4 separate regions of the Mus musculus genome follow, and regions 1, 2 and 4 are each linked to region 3. A link is a contact called in public promoter capture Hi-C data. All regions are on one chromosome and are shown on one strand. The core of a region is the stretch at or near the end of the contact, and the rest is flanking DNA. Distances in the headings are between cores, read along the strand shown.

Evidence for each region. Promoter capture Hi-C pulls out the DNA fragments that hold promoters and counts their contacts.
Region 1: a contact with region 3 is called in a promoter capture Hi-C map of liver, with 5 times the contacts expected there. The contact joins the enhancer-like site here to the promoter of Atp6v1h in region 3. A contact is called at or near these places in 8 of 39 promoter capture datasets (the 3T3-L1 cell line, the HPC-7 cell line, HPC-7-derived erythroid cells and 5 more) and 1 of 115 datasets of contacts at active chromatin or transcription factors (embryonic stem cells).
Region 2: a contact with region 3 is called in a promoter capture Hi-C map of the HPC-7 cell line, with 7 times the contacts expected there. The contact joins the enhancer-like site here to the promoter of Atp6v1h in region 3. A contact is called at or near these places in 13 of 39 promoter capture datasets (the 3T3-L1 cell line, 3T3-L1-derived adipocytes, the C10 cell line and 10 more) and 4 of 484 Hi-C or Micro-C datasets (cortical neurons, cumulus cells, granulocyte-monocyte progenitors and 1 more).
Region 4: a contact with region 3 is called in a promoter capture Hi-C map of pre-B cells. The contact joins the enhancer-like site here to the promoter of Atp6v1h in region 3. A contact is called at or near these places in 11 of 39 promoter capture datasets (the 3T3-L1 cell line, the C10 cell line, the HPC-7 cell line and 8 more) and 1 of 484 Hi-C or Micro-C datasets (cortical neurons).

The regions. Positions count from the first base shown.
Region 1 is chr1:6,278,791-6,282,008 of GRCm38.p6, forward strand. No RefSeq gene overlaps it. Among named protein-coding and RNA genes, the nearest start is that of 4732440D04Rik, 64 kb to the left of the region's middle. Within about 2 kb of position 1,576, at least 51 of the 459 cell types and tissues checked have an H3K27ac peak or open chromatin away from gene starts, as enhancers often do.
Region 2 is chr1:6,242,753-6,245,970 of GRCm38.p6, forward strand. Rb1cc1 (RB1-inducible coiled-coil 1) reads left to right here. Exons shown (of 24, transcript NM_009826.4): 8 at 1,353-1,523; 9 at 2,043-2,227; 10 at 2,406-2,592; 11 at 2,673-2,754; 12 at 2,846-2,907. Among named protein-coding and RNA genes, the nearest start is that of 4732440D04Rik, 28 kb to the left of the region's middle. Within about 2 kb of position 1,634, at least 5 of the 459 cell types and tissues checked have an H3K27ac peak or open chromatin away from gene starts, as enhancers often do. A contact at or near this core is called in the HPC-7 cell line, where this site is marked.
Region 3 is chr1:5,081,296-5,084,384 of GRCm38.p6, forward strand. It overlaps Atp6v1h (ATPase, H+ transporting, lysosomal V1 subunit H), which reads left to right and starts at 1,791. Exons shown (of 14, transcript NM_133826.5): 1 at 1,791-1,983.
Region 4 is chr1:6,261,447-6,264,788 of GRCm38.p6, forward strand. Rb1cc1 (RB1-inducible coiled-coil 1) reads left to right here. Exons shown (of 24, transcript NM_009826.4): 17 at 1,388-1,496; 18 at 1,578-1,818; 19 at 3,096-3,144. Among named protein-coding and RNA genes, the nearest start is that of 4732440D04Rik, 47 kb to the left of the region's middle. Within about 2 kb of position 1,670, at least 12 of the 459 cell types and tissues checked have an H3K27ac peak or open chromatin away from gene starts, as enhancers often do. A contact at or near this core is called in pre-B cells, where this site is marked.

The sequences.
Region 1 (3,218 bases), core at 326-2,825, 1.2 Mb after region 3:
TCTGTCTTGCCTTGTTTCAGTAAGACAGTTAAAATAAGCCAACTAACATACCTTGCACATGTCTTGACAGCCTTAGCAAGGATGGCAGTTTTGCTAGTGTGGCCAATTGTTTTTCCTGGTTTTAACCATAAGTCTCCACATTTCCAGTCTTGAACAGCATTTTCTCAACCTTTTTGACCTCTACTAATAGTCTGTTCTCTACTACAGCAATATGTTCTGGTGTTTTGTTTCATCCAGATCTTTTTATTAGAACTTCAGTATTAGATGTGTGTTGTGTAACTGATCATTTTAACACGTTGGGGCCTAAGATAACACCATTTATTTACTCATTTCACTGGGGGGATGTGTGTCAATGGGCTGGGATCGAATAGTCCATATAGCCATGTCCTCACATATTTGATTTAGGAATGCCTTGTATAGATAGCCCTTTTGATAACTGATGCTCACAAAGAGACAGCAACATCCTAGTAAGAGTGACAACATAGGTCAGAAGCTTTACCACATTCTTTGGGTCAAAATCAGACTCAACACGGAGTTAATGTCCAGGGATACTGAGAGAAAAAAGTTGGAAAATTGCAGTCCTTTTTAAAGCTACGTCTAAAATAGCTATTGTCTTTTAAGATTTAGGTTTACAGATATACATGGGCTTTTAAAAATATGCAGCTGGGGATATATCTTCATTGAATTGCTTGCCCATAGTGAGAGCTTGGGTTTGGTCCTCAGCAACACAAAAATCAAGCAGAAATCATGTGGATGCATGTGAACTAAAGCCAAGCAAAGTTGGTAATGCTTAATTTTCATAAATTTAACTGCCTTGATAATTATTTAAAAGCTAGGAAGCAAAACTTATTAATTCCTACTAACTGGTAGCTCATATGTTCCTCATACCCTTGGTACATTGTCTTTAGCCAAAAATTTTAAGTAGTACAGTTTATAATCTTTATGGGTGAGATGGAAATTCTCCCAAGCAGTTCTTAACATAGTGGTAAAGAGACAAGGCAGTCAGCTGTAAGCTATTTGGTTTACATACTTCTTGGGTGTCTCAGACTTGGCAGCCATTTAGAGTAAGCAACACCAGTTTCTTTCATTCCTATCTTAAAGCTTATTAGCAATGTCATTTCCAATGTTAAGAAAAGAGTAGCAGCCCTTAAGATCAACTCAGGTTCCTCCCTCACTTAGCTTCCAATCTAAGCAGTTGCACGCATGTGTCCTGTTAGAATGCAGCCAGGGCTGCCTTGCTATACATACCTTGCACCCCATGGCAACACTGCTTAACCATTTTACACACATCACCACTTTATGTCAGTGTGCTGTTAATCTTTGAAGTTGCGTTCAACTTTCATTTTTACCATTTTAGGAGTTTCTGGTGGATTCCATAGCCCTTGACAGTCTTTTTGTTTTGTTTTATGAATGTTGGGGGTTATTTCTGAACTCTGGTTTTGTGGCACCTTTTAAAAAAAGGCTTCTGGGAATCTGATTCCGAAATGATGTTGTAATTCTCCTTAACTGCCTTAGAACCGTCATCATCCAATTCCAGTAGAGCTGGAGAGCTCGTGTTGCTGGTGTCACTTGTAATCTCTCTGGAATTCTGCTCTGCAAGTGACTATGACCTTAACTAGCCTAGGAGATGAACACGAATGCTTATGTTCTTAACCACAACTCTTCTGAAAACGCATAGCCTGTCTCACAAGCATAAACTCCGCATTCCCAGCATTTTCTCTCATCACAAATTACAGTTTAGCTCCCTGTGCGACCTGTTTCGCTATAGCTTCTGGGTGTCTCATACTGCCTTTAAACCAGGTTGAGTTTTCTAACACGAAGCTATACTTTTCCCTTCTGCCTTCGTCCACTTAACAGCTCCCAGAAGTACCACATTCTCATGAGTGTTCCAGTTTAACCTCGGCCAAGGGGGTGAGAGCAGCTTCCTGTGAAGCTTGATATTGGTTGTTTCATCTTCTGAACACGTCCACTAAAGGGCTTGCCTTACAGTCATAAAAGCAATGCACATATATGTAAATACAGTGACATGTTCTAGAACAGTGCCCTTCTAAATAAGAACATTAAGAAATGCACTTTGCATTTGATCATGCATTTAATCATCAATCCAGCCCTAATAAGCCCACATAGGCTGGGAGTAGCAGATCCTCTTCCAGTTCTAGGTCCTGGTTTGCCAACAGACCTCCACATTAACCAGTAGTGACTAGAAACATACATACCCCTCACTGCTACAAAAGTCAGCATAGCCACTGTCTACTGAGACCATTACAATCTTACGTCATAAACTAGCTACAGTGTTTAGGCCAGAACATCAAGAGCTAGGTAGGATTTATTGACCTTTTGCAATGCAGTAACAGAATGCCTGACAGAATTCTTTTGACTCCCGTCTTCATGGTAGGAGAAACTCAGATCATAAAAGCAAGAATATGTTGGTAAAGTTGTTCATATTAAGCTGACCAAGAAACAGAGTGAAGCATGAAAGGGGCAGGGATAACATGTCCCTGAGAACTTTCCTCCAGGAACTCACCACTTTCAGCTCATTTCTACTTGACAAAGTCTACGTACAGAACTCTCCCAAAATATCTGGGCCCAAGTGTTCAAAATTTGATCCTTCAGAGGATATTTCAGGTTCAGCATGTAACATTATTGTGTATGTAATAAATTGAAAGGACATGGTTGTATTCAAGAAATAGTCATCACTTTTATCACTTTTATAGAAAGAGCTATTACAATCTACAAATATGTTTAGTTTTCTGAATACTCTCATGAGTAAGTATTCATGTATTAATTTTGTTATTTTTTTATAAATGTACACCACACTTGTAAGTAATAGGTTGCTATGAAAAATATTAATAAATTCTGTATCCCTGTTGGAAAGTAGATATTGGATGAAGCTTAAAAGTTTTTTCTAACCTGGCTAGCTCCCAAATAATTGAGTCTGAGACCTATTGAAATATTTATTCAACAAGCTTTAAGCACAATTGACTAATTTTTCTAACCCTCTATGCTTACCTAACTACTTCCCAGCCACATGCCCCAACTTACTGGTATTTAGTCTCTCCCTGGCTTGCTTTGCTGTAGCTATCTGTCCTTATGGAGAACTCCCTTGGCAACTCCTACTTACGGAGACCTTCATCTTTCTCTACCTGTCTCATGGCCCTTCTTCTGGACCCTCTGCCTCTGACAAGCCTTGGTCTTGGCTGAGCTGCTCATTCTTTTAG
Region 2 (3,218 bases), core at 384-2,883, 1.2 Mb after region 3:
TTATGACACTAAGGTTTTTTTTAGGAATTATGTTAAAGATAAATCCATTGTTTTTCTCTTCCTGACCATTGTTCACATCACTTGAATTATCATCCTGTTTTATCCTTCCCTAACCTTATATAAAGGGCCTAGTCAAATTCCTCCTTTACACATCAGAACGACAGTCAAAAAGACCCCGATCAGCAAGATGATTCCATGGGTAAAGGAGATCTGAGTATGATGTTTGAGTCCTAGATGGCTGCAGGAGGGAATTGATTCTCATAAGTTGTCCTTTGACCTGTATGTATATGTCATGGCTTCTGAGAGCTCACAATCGTGCCCACACACATGTGTATGTATTTACATGTGTTTGCACATATACAAAATGAACACAGTTGAAGAATAACTTAGAGGATGCCTACATGCTGCTATTGGCAGGTATTCAGAACCCCTGCTGAGGCAGGAAGGCTGAACTAGTTTTCCTCCATTGAAGGTTGAGCTTAGGATCTGACAAGGTGGCCCAGTAGGTCAAAGCCTGAAACTTCATTTTAACCCCCAGGACTCATTGTGAAAGGAGAGAAGGCATTTACTCATGCCCTTTTACCCACCAAGGCTCTAGGTTTAGGTGAGGAGATAGTAGAGTATACCACAGTTCCAGGAGCCTTTAATGAAACAAGGTCATTTAATATCTGTGACCAGTTTTACTAGAAAACAGGCACCACCAAGCGCATCATGTAGTTAAATTTTACACTACAAACACGTAGAACTAAAGTCAGAGGACAGGAAAAATTAACTATTAAGACATCTCATTGACCAAACCATTTCCTTTCAATAGAGATTAAGTTTAAGCTTTCTGTCCCATTTGTTAAGGAAAAACCTTGCCTTTTTAAAGAATGGGATCTTGCTGAGTTGCCTATGCTGGCCTGAACTTTTGGTTTAATTCTACCTTGCTTCTTGAGTTCTGAATTACAAACATATGCCAAACATACCTGGCTATGGAAGATGCTTTGAGAGAAGATGAGTTGATGAGTTACTACCAAAGAGTGGGTTTGTCATTAGCTCCACTTTATATGTCCTTGATGACTTTGAAAATAACATTCTTAGGGATACTGAGAATTGTTTAAATTGGTTGAGAGTTATGATTACTGAAGTTATTATGGTCTTGACTTTTATATTGTGATTTGTTTAACACCAGTTGTTTAGGATGGGGTTCATCCTATTAATCTTCCTTTGCTAGTATAACTTTATTTCCTGTGCATTTTTCTGTATCATTTTCTATATCCTTTGTATCTTAGTCTGTATCTAGTTACTGTGAAATATAGTTAAAACTATTTCCAGAAGATTTTACTCATATATGTTTCCTTCTCATTTAGCTTGACCCAAAGATTATTCAACCATTTATGTTAGAATGCCATCAAACTATTGCCAAACTTGATAATCAGAATATGAAAGCCATTAAAGGGCTTGAAGATCGGCTGTATGCCTTGGACCAGATGATTGCTAGCTGTAGCCGGCTGGTAAATGAACAGAAAGAGCTTGCTCAGGTATCGTGTTTATGACCACTTGATTTCTAGCTCCCAGAGGCAAGCAGCTGAATTTCATTTTGTGCTAGTGTCCCTCTCCTCATTCCCTCCCCTTCTTCCTCCCGCTTGTCACACTTGATGGACTGGAGTTTTCCTGTTTAGCCCAGGCTGTCTTCCTACTTAAGTGCTGTGGTCTCTGCTTGGTAGTTATATGTTTTTTATTCTTTGTGATGTTGATGTTTTATGTGCTTATTTTTAATAAAAAACCACAAATATTATAAAAGTTTAAGATAGCTTAAATTTTGTGTTTCCATGACATTTTAAAGAATTTGTTTGCTTTTGGCTTGTGTTTGTGTTAATTATTTTAGTAAAGCTTTCAAGCTACATATTGTTGTAAGTTGGCTTTCTGTCCTTGGAATAGCCATTTCTTTTTACCCCCCACCCGCCTTTAATGGGAGATAGGAATTTTAGGAATCTAAATGAAAAGTGGTTCCTTGTCAGTTTTTCTCTTGAGAGCTTATGTCATTTTCCTTCCCAAAGGGATTTTTAGCTAATCAGATGAGAGCTGAAAACTTGAAGGATGCATCTGTGTTACCTGATCTGTGTCTGAGTCATGCAAATCAACTAATGATTATGTTGCAAAACCACAGAAAACTGTTGGATATTAAACAGAAGTGCACCACTGCCAAACAAGAGCTAGCAAACAATCTCCACGTCAGACTGAAGTAAGAGATTCCGTCAGACTTCAGTTTTTGTGTTTTTAATCTTCCCAGTAATAACAGTAATTTCATTGAAATGCATATTGATGAACTCTAGGGTTAGACTTTATAGAGCCTTGATCTTCATAGCTTACCTACAAATGACTTTTAGCAAATGTGGAAAACAATGAATCTTTTTCTATAGGTGGTGTTGTTTTGTGATGCTTCATGCTGATCAAGATGGAGAAAAACTGCAGGCACTGCTCCGCCTTGTAATAGAGCTGTTAGAAAGAGTCAGAATTGTTGAGGCTCTTAGTACAGTTCCTCAGATGTATTGCCTAGCTGTTGTTGAGGTTGTAAGAAGAAAAATGTTCATTAAACACTACAGAGAGGTAAGCAATTCTAATTATTTAATTATATATTAACATTCATAATTGGTATATTTTATTAACATAAATGTTCCTCTTCTAAGTGGGCTGGTGCTTTAGTCAAAGACGGAAAACAACTATATGAAGCTGAAAAGTCAAAAAGGGAATCCTTTGGGAAATTATTTAGTAAGTATTAATTTATTTACCCTTTTCCTTCTTTATTTTTTGGCCTTTAGGTAATTTCTAAAATAACCATGTTCCTGGTTTCTTTGTACAGGGAAGTCCTTTTTAAGAAATCGTCTGTTTAAAGGACTGGACTCCTGGCCTTCCTCATTTTGTGTATGTATTTTTTTTTTTCTAACTAGGACTAAATTTCTTTTTTTTTTTTTTAAGGACTAAATTTCTATATTATAAAACCTTATTTTTTCAGGGTTAGAAGCATTTATCAGAAACAGATTAAGTTGTGAGTGATAAAATCTAAAATCTCCCATATATACTTCCTGATCACCTTCAAATTCATGGTCTTTTAAAAATCCATTTACCAACGGTTTATATGTATATATGTGTATATTTAAATATTCCTAGATATAGTCTGAATCTGTATAATGCTACATGTATGTATATTTACAGAGTTGACCATTTGGCACTGG
Region 3 (3,089 bases), core at 541-3,040:
TCTTCGACAAGGGAGCTAAAACCATCCAGTGGAAGAAAGACAGCATTTTCAACAATTGGTGCTGGCACAACTGGTTGTTATCATGTAGAAGAATGCGAATAGATCCATACTTATCTCCTTGTACTAAGGTCAAATCTAAATGGATCAAAGAACTTCACATAAAACCAGAGAGACTGAAACTTATAGAGGAGAAAGTGGGGAAAAGCCTTGAAGATATGGGCACAGGGGAAAAACAGAACAGCAATGGCTTGTGCTGTAAGATTGAGAATTGACAAATGGGACCTAATGAAACTCCAAAGTTTCTGCAAGGCAAAAGACACCGTCAATAAGACAAAGAGACCACCAACAGATTGGGAAAGGATCTTTACCTATCCTAAATCAGATAGGGGACTAATATCCAACATATATAAAGAACTTAAGAAGGTGGACTTCAGAAAATCAAATAACCCCATTAAAAAATGGGGCTCAGAGCTGAACAAAGAATTCTCACCTGAGGAATACCGAATGGCAGAGAAGCACCTGAAAAAATGTTCAACATCCTTAATCATCAGGGAAATGCAAATCAAAACAACCCTGAGATTCCACCTCACACCAGTCAGAATGGCTAAGATCAAAAATTCAGATGACAGCAGATGCTGTCGTGGATGTGGAGAAAGAGGAACACTCCTCCATTGTTGGTGGGATTGCAGGCTTGTACAACCACTCTGGAGATCAGTCTGGTGGTTCCTCAGAAAATTGGACATAGTACTACCGGAGGATCCAGCAATACCTCTCCTGGGCATATATCCAGAAGATGCCCCAACTGGTAAGAAGGACACATGCTCCACCATGTTCATAGCAGCCTTATTTATAATAGCCAGAAGCTGGAAAGAACCCAGATGCCCCTCAACAGAGGAATGGATACAGAAAATGTGGTACATCTACACAATGGAGCTAAAGGGATCTGCAACCCTATAGGTGGATCAACATTATGAACTAACCAATATCCCGGAGCTCTTGACTCTAGCTGCATATGTATCAAAAGATGGCCTAGTCGGCCATCACTGCAAAGAGAGGCCCATATAAAGGCAAACTTTATATGCCCCAGTACAGGGGAACGCCAGGGCCAAAAAGTGGGAGAGGGTGGGTAAGGGAGTGGGGGGGGGGAGGGTATGGGGGACTTTTGGGATAGCACTGGAAATGTAAATGAGGAAAATACCTAATAAAAATATTAAAAATTAAAAGATTGCCCAGCCAACTATAAAAGGGGCTGCTTGGGACCTCCTCTCTCTCTTAAGCTCTCACCTTTCTTACTCCTCTCTAGCCCTCCTTCTCTCCCTTCCCCCTCTCTCCACTTGGCTATGGCCGGCCCCTCTCTTTCTTTTATCTTCTCTTTTTCTCTTTATCTTCCTACAATAAAGCTCTAAATTCATAGACTGTCTCTGTTCATCATATAAGCCTAGAGAAAAATGAAGTTAGGTAAACAATGAATAACTTTTTCTGAGACATGTATTACTGGTGGGTCTACATATACTTATACCATGGGTCTATGATTCATTTCTCAGTCTGAGTCTTATGCTTAAAATCGGAGTATGAATGCCTGGCCCGCTGAGATGTTTAATTCAAACAAACCCAAACCACTCAAAGGTCATAAACCAAGCTTCTTCAAAGATTTTTGGCTTTTTGGCACCAGTGGCCTGCAGGGTGGCGAGCTCTGCCAGTTTGAAGTGACCAAGTTAAGTGGCCTGGGAAAGGCCATTTGGTGCGCGGTCCAGCAGTTTTGGGCGCTCTCGGCTTCCGCCCTCAGCTGCGGTCACGTGCGGCTGCTCACGTGCCAGACGCTGCTGTCACTTCGTAGCTGTTCCGGCTTCCTCTGAGTGAGGCTCGCAACGTCTCCCACGGAGTCGCCTTCGTTCTGCTCTGGGTCTCCCGTGGCCACTGAGACCTCGGAGCTCGACCGGCGCCTGCCCGCCCGTGCGGCCCTCACTCCCCGAGGCTATCCAGGTGAGGCCGCCTGGGGTCCCTCCCCGGCTCCGGAGAGCCGACTGGTTTCCCTGCCGGCCGCGCCAGGGTCTGCGGAGCCGCAGGGCCTTCCTCCCCTCGGAGGGAAGCAGAGAGCGCGGGGGTGGGCAGGCCTGGGCCGGGCCGGGCCGGGCCGGGAGAGCCGCGGGGGTCGGGCCGCCCGGGAAGGCTGCGCTGTGCCTTTGGTGCCAGCCTTGCCCGGATGGAGCCGGTTTTACCTGGGACCCGCAGTCTGCGCCGACCTTGCTTGTTCAGGCAGCGAGTTCCCACAAAGAGAAATCTAAGTTCCACACTGACTAAGCACTTCGGCAACGCGGAATAGAATTTGGGTATGATTTTATTTTTAAACCTCCTTTTGCTCGTAGGTAAGAACGTACGTTTTGGGAATGGTTTTTGCATCGTAGTAGAATGAGATGTAACTTATCTATTACGTTGAGGACTGGGAATTTTTTTTTTTTTTTTTAGTAGCACATTATTGTATATTTTTCTTGTCAGAATAGACTCCTATTGTTGGTTGGACATACGTTGTTTCAGAAATTTCTTTCAATATTGATTTTGGAAATGTTTGTCAATTTCTGTTTGAAAAGAAGGTCCTGGTATACCACACCTCTTAGTGTATTTTATTTTGAATCAGTAATTTTAAAGAAAGGAATTAATATAGTGTCTTTGCAAATCGAAGCATAATAGATGCCCATAAATACCATAATTGACCCTTTTTTAATTTTATTTTTTGTAGAAGAGATTAGAACGTGATTGAATAGATTTAAAGTAGTGGACTTCTGGGTTATTTTTAATGTATTCTAAGCACTGGGTATGATTGCACTAAGGTGGTCAAAGAGATTGGCTTAATATTCAGTTTAGTTCTGATTTTGCTGTCAGTCTCTTAAGTGGTCATTTTAAACGTCTCAGTGTTTATTGAGGCTAAGAATTAAAAACTCTTCCCTGGAAAAAGAACAAGTCAATAGAAAGCCTTTTATGGGGTGGTAGACAGAATTTGAAATACGGTAATGCTTTTCAGACCTAGGATATTTAATATTCAAGCTAAGTGAAATCAATATGGTTATATTAATACTTGTAGTTCAAAAAAT
Region 4 (3,342 bases), core at 420-2,919, 1.2 Mb after region 3:
GGAATGTAGTTAGCACTTTATGTATGAATTATCAATTCACATAGACCTGAAATCTGCTTTTGAGAATTACAGTGTCCTTGGCACAACTTAGTTCACATGTAATTGGGCTTTTCTCTGCAATTCTCACTGTGGTCTTTTATAAAAACACACTCAATTTCAGATTCCCATAATGAATTAGGATCTGAATTAACTGAATTCAAAACCCAGAAGCTAAAAACTTATCCTAAAGCTCCAGTTTGCTTGTTATAAGTTGTGATTATCGCCAGGCAGTGGTGGCACATGCACTTGGAAGGCAGAGGCAGGCGGATTTCTGAGTTCGAGGCCAGCCTGGTCTACAGAGTGAGTTCCAGGACAGCTCGAACTACACAGAGAAACCCTGTCTCAAAAAAAAAAAAAAAAATACAAAAAAATATTGTGATTATCTTAATCCATTCATATTACAGAAATAGCATAGTTCATGAAGATAATCAATGGTTAATGTACTTTTACATGTGCTAATTTTCTATTTGTAAACAGAAATTACCTAGTAGTAAGCTGCATTGGTAACATTCCCTCTTTTTTCTGCAAAAAAAAAAAAAAAAAAAAAGGTTTTTTTTTTTTTCAAATTCTAAGTCCCTTCAAGTATTCTTGGTAGCCTGAAACTTTTACTTTGTTCTTTGTTGTTAGATTTTTGTCTGAAACTGTCAAATGATTTTCCTGTTAAATCTGTCTGTTGCCATTTATGGATTTCTAAAAGGTTTTGGGTAAATGCTAAGCAAATTAAAGAATCATGTTAGATCATTCTCTCACGTAAGTATTTGTTATATTTTAATGAATGGATATGTTTAATGAGTATAAATGAAATGTTTAACAAATTTAATCTCCTTTGTTAATTAAAATGCAGTTAAAATTACCAGTTGTCTGTCAGATCCCTCTAGGCAATTGAATATGTGAACTTCATGCAGTGGGTGAAACCTGGGGAGTAATAAGTGTCATCGCTATGGAGGCCCCGAGGGCATTGCACATGTTCAAATAAGAGGAAGATAACCACACGCTAGTATGGTAATCAAGAGCTAGCCAAAGATCAAAGATTTCAGAGGAAAGAAAGTTTCCCAAAGAAAACGTCATGTATCCAACAGCACTCTATTAACAGCACTGTTGATCATTTAACTTCCTTCTCGAAAATGTCAGGCATTTGCCTTTCTGACAATATAAACAAGGAGAAAATTTTGTTTTCAAGTACTGAGTTCAAACAAAGAAAATAATAACCTTTACTGGAATACATACCATTTGCTTAGTCATGTGACTCCATAAATGTACCTCAGAAAAGAATACATTACAGTCTTATTTCCATAGCATTGTCTCCTAAGTGTATGCAGCTGATTGACTATTACTACTGTTGTTTCAGACCAACTTTAACACAGTCTTAACAAGAGAGAAAATGAGGAAAGAAAACATAATAAATGATCTTAGTGATAAGCTAAAAAGTACAATGCAGCAGCAAGAGCGGGATAAAGGTTAGTGTTGTCTTAATATGATTTTAAAAATACTTGGAAGTGTTTTCAGTATGTAATGTGTCTTTGCCTTTGGGGTCTTAGATTTGATAGAGTCGCTCTCTGAGGACCGAGCTCGTTTGCTTGAAGAGAAGAAGCAGCTTGAAGAGGAAGTGAGTAAACTCCGCACTAGCAGTTTTCTTTCCTCAGCACCTGTGGCTGCAGCCCCAGAGCTCTATGGTGCGTGTGCACCTGAGCTCCCAGGGGAGCCAGAGAGATCAGTCATGGAGACGGCAGATGAAGGAAGACTGGATTCCGCAATGGAGACAAGCATGATGTCTGTCCAGTAAGTAGGCTTATTTTCCATTCAGTTCACCAGAGGCTTTTATATTCAGCAGTGCTTGACACTGGTGTCATTAGTCTATAATCCTAACAGGAGGATCACAAGTTAAAGCTCTCTTTGGGTAACAATGAACTCAAAGCAATTTAGCTGAGGCTGGCTCAAAATTTAAAAAAAAAAAGTCTGTACTGCTATTCCATTAAATTATAAAATTCTAAAGAAAGGAGGTATTTTTAACTTTACTAATTGTTCTTAGCCCATATAAAAGTAATTTTAAAAGGAGTGTAGAAACATGTTAAGAGAATGTGGTAATTAAAATTCATAAATGACAGAAATTAATCCAGAGTGGAAAGTGACCTCTGGAGGGAAATAAACCCAGCTGTCTTCTATGTACAGGAGAGGCAGTTAAAACAAATCAATATAGGAAGCCCAGTATAAGGTATAAAGTATGACACGCATCTAATATCTTCAACCTGATATTGGTGGGGTAGGGGCCAGAGGCAAGCAGATCTTCAGAGCTCATTCTCCAGCTATTCTAGAAGAATTAATGAGCTCAGGGTCAGTGATAAAACTCAAAAAAGGTAGCAAGCAGTCTCAACGAAGACTCCTGATGTTGACCTGGTTTTCACACATATGTACACATCTATACAAACACATGCATAGACCACACAACCACACCAAAACAAAAATTAAAAATGACAATCAATTTTCCCAACTTTTGTTAATAACAAAAAGATGAGTTTGTACAATTGGAAATTTTAACACATCTTTATTCAGATGTATAGCTATTGATGCCTCTAAGAAGGATACATATGTATGAACACTGGTATATAAGTAGAAATTGGACTATTCTAGAGTAAACAAGGATCTAAAACCAAGTATAATCTATGTAATATTCTGAGAGAGCTATATAACCTCATATACATTTCTTTCAAAATTAATTATGGAAAACAGTGTTTACTATCTGAGAAAGTATGAATTTTATAAAAATTATCTCTAAGTAAAAACAAAGTTTTGTTTATAGTCTCAACAAGTGTCTAAGTCTGAACACAGATAATCAGCTGTTCTGATAAATATAGGCTACCTTTGAAAATTAGTACAGGCTCTTTACTCTATCTAACTTGTCGAGACTGGCCTCAAACTCAGAGATCTGCCTGCCTCTGCTTCCCAAATGCTGGGATTAGCCACCATGCCCGGCTAAGCTTGTTGATGAATGTACAATTCAGGGTGTACATTCTGTGAAAATGCTTAAGCCTTACAAACAACCATTCTTTCACTTTTAGAGAAAACATGTTATCTGAAGAGAAGCAGAGGATCATGCTCCTAGAACGGGTGAGCAGACTCTCTGTGAAGTACTTGCTTTATATGATGACTCTGGGGAAAACATTTATATGCCTTTTGTTTTAAAGACATTGCATTTTGACTTGCATTTATGAATTAAGACTTTATGATTAATTTGAGAGGGCCTGTCATTTGTGTTCCTAGTAGCTGAATAATTGTAGGATCAGGTCTCACTATGTAACTTCTTCA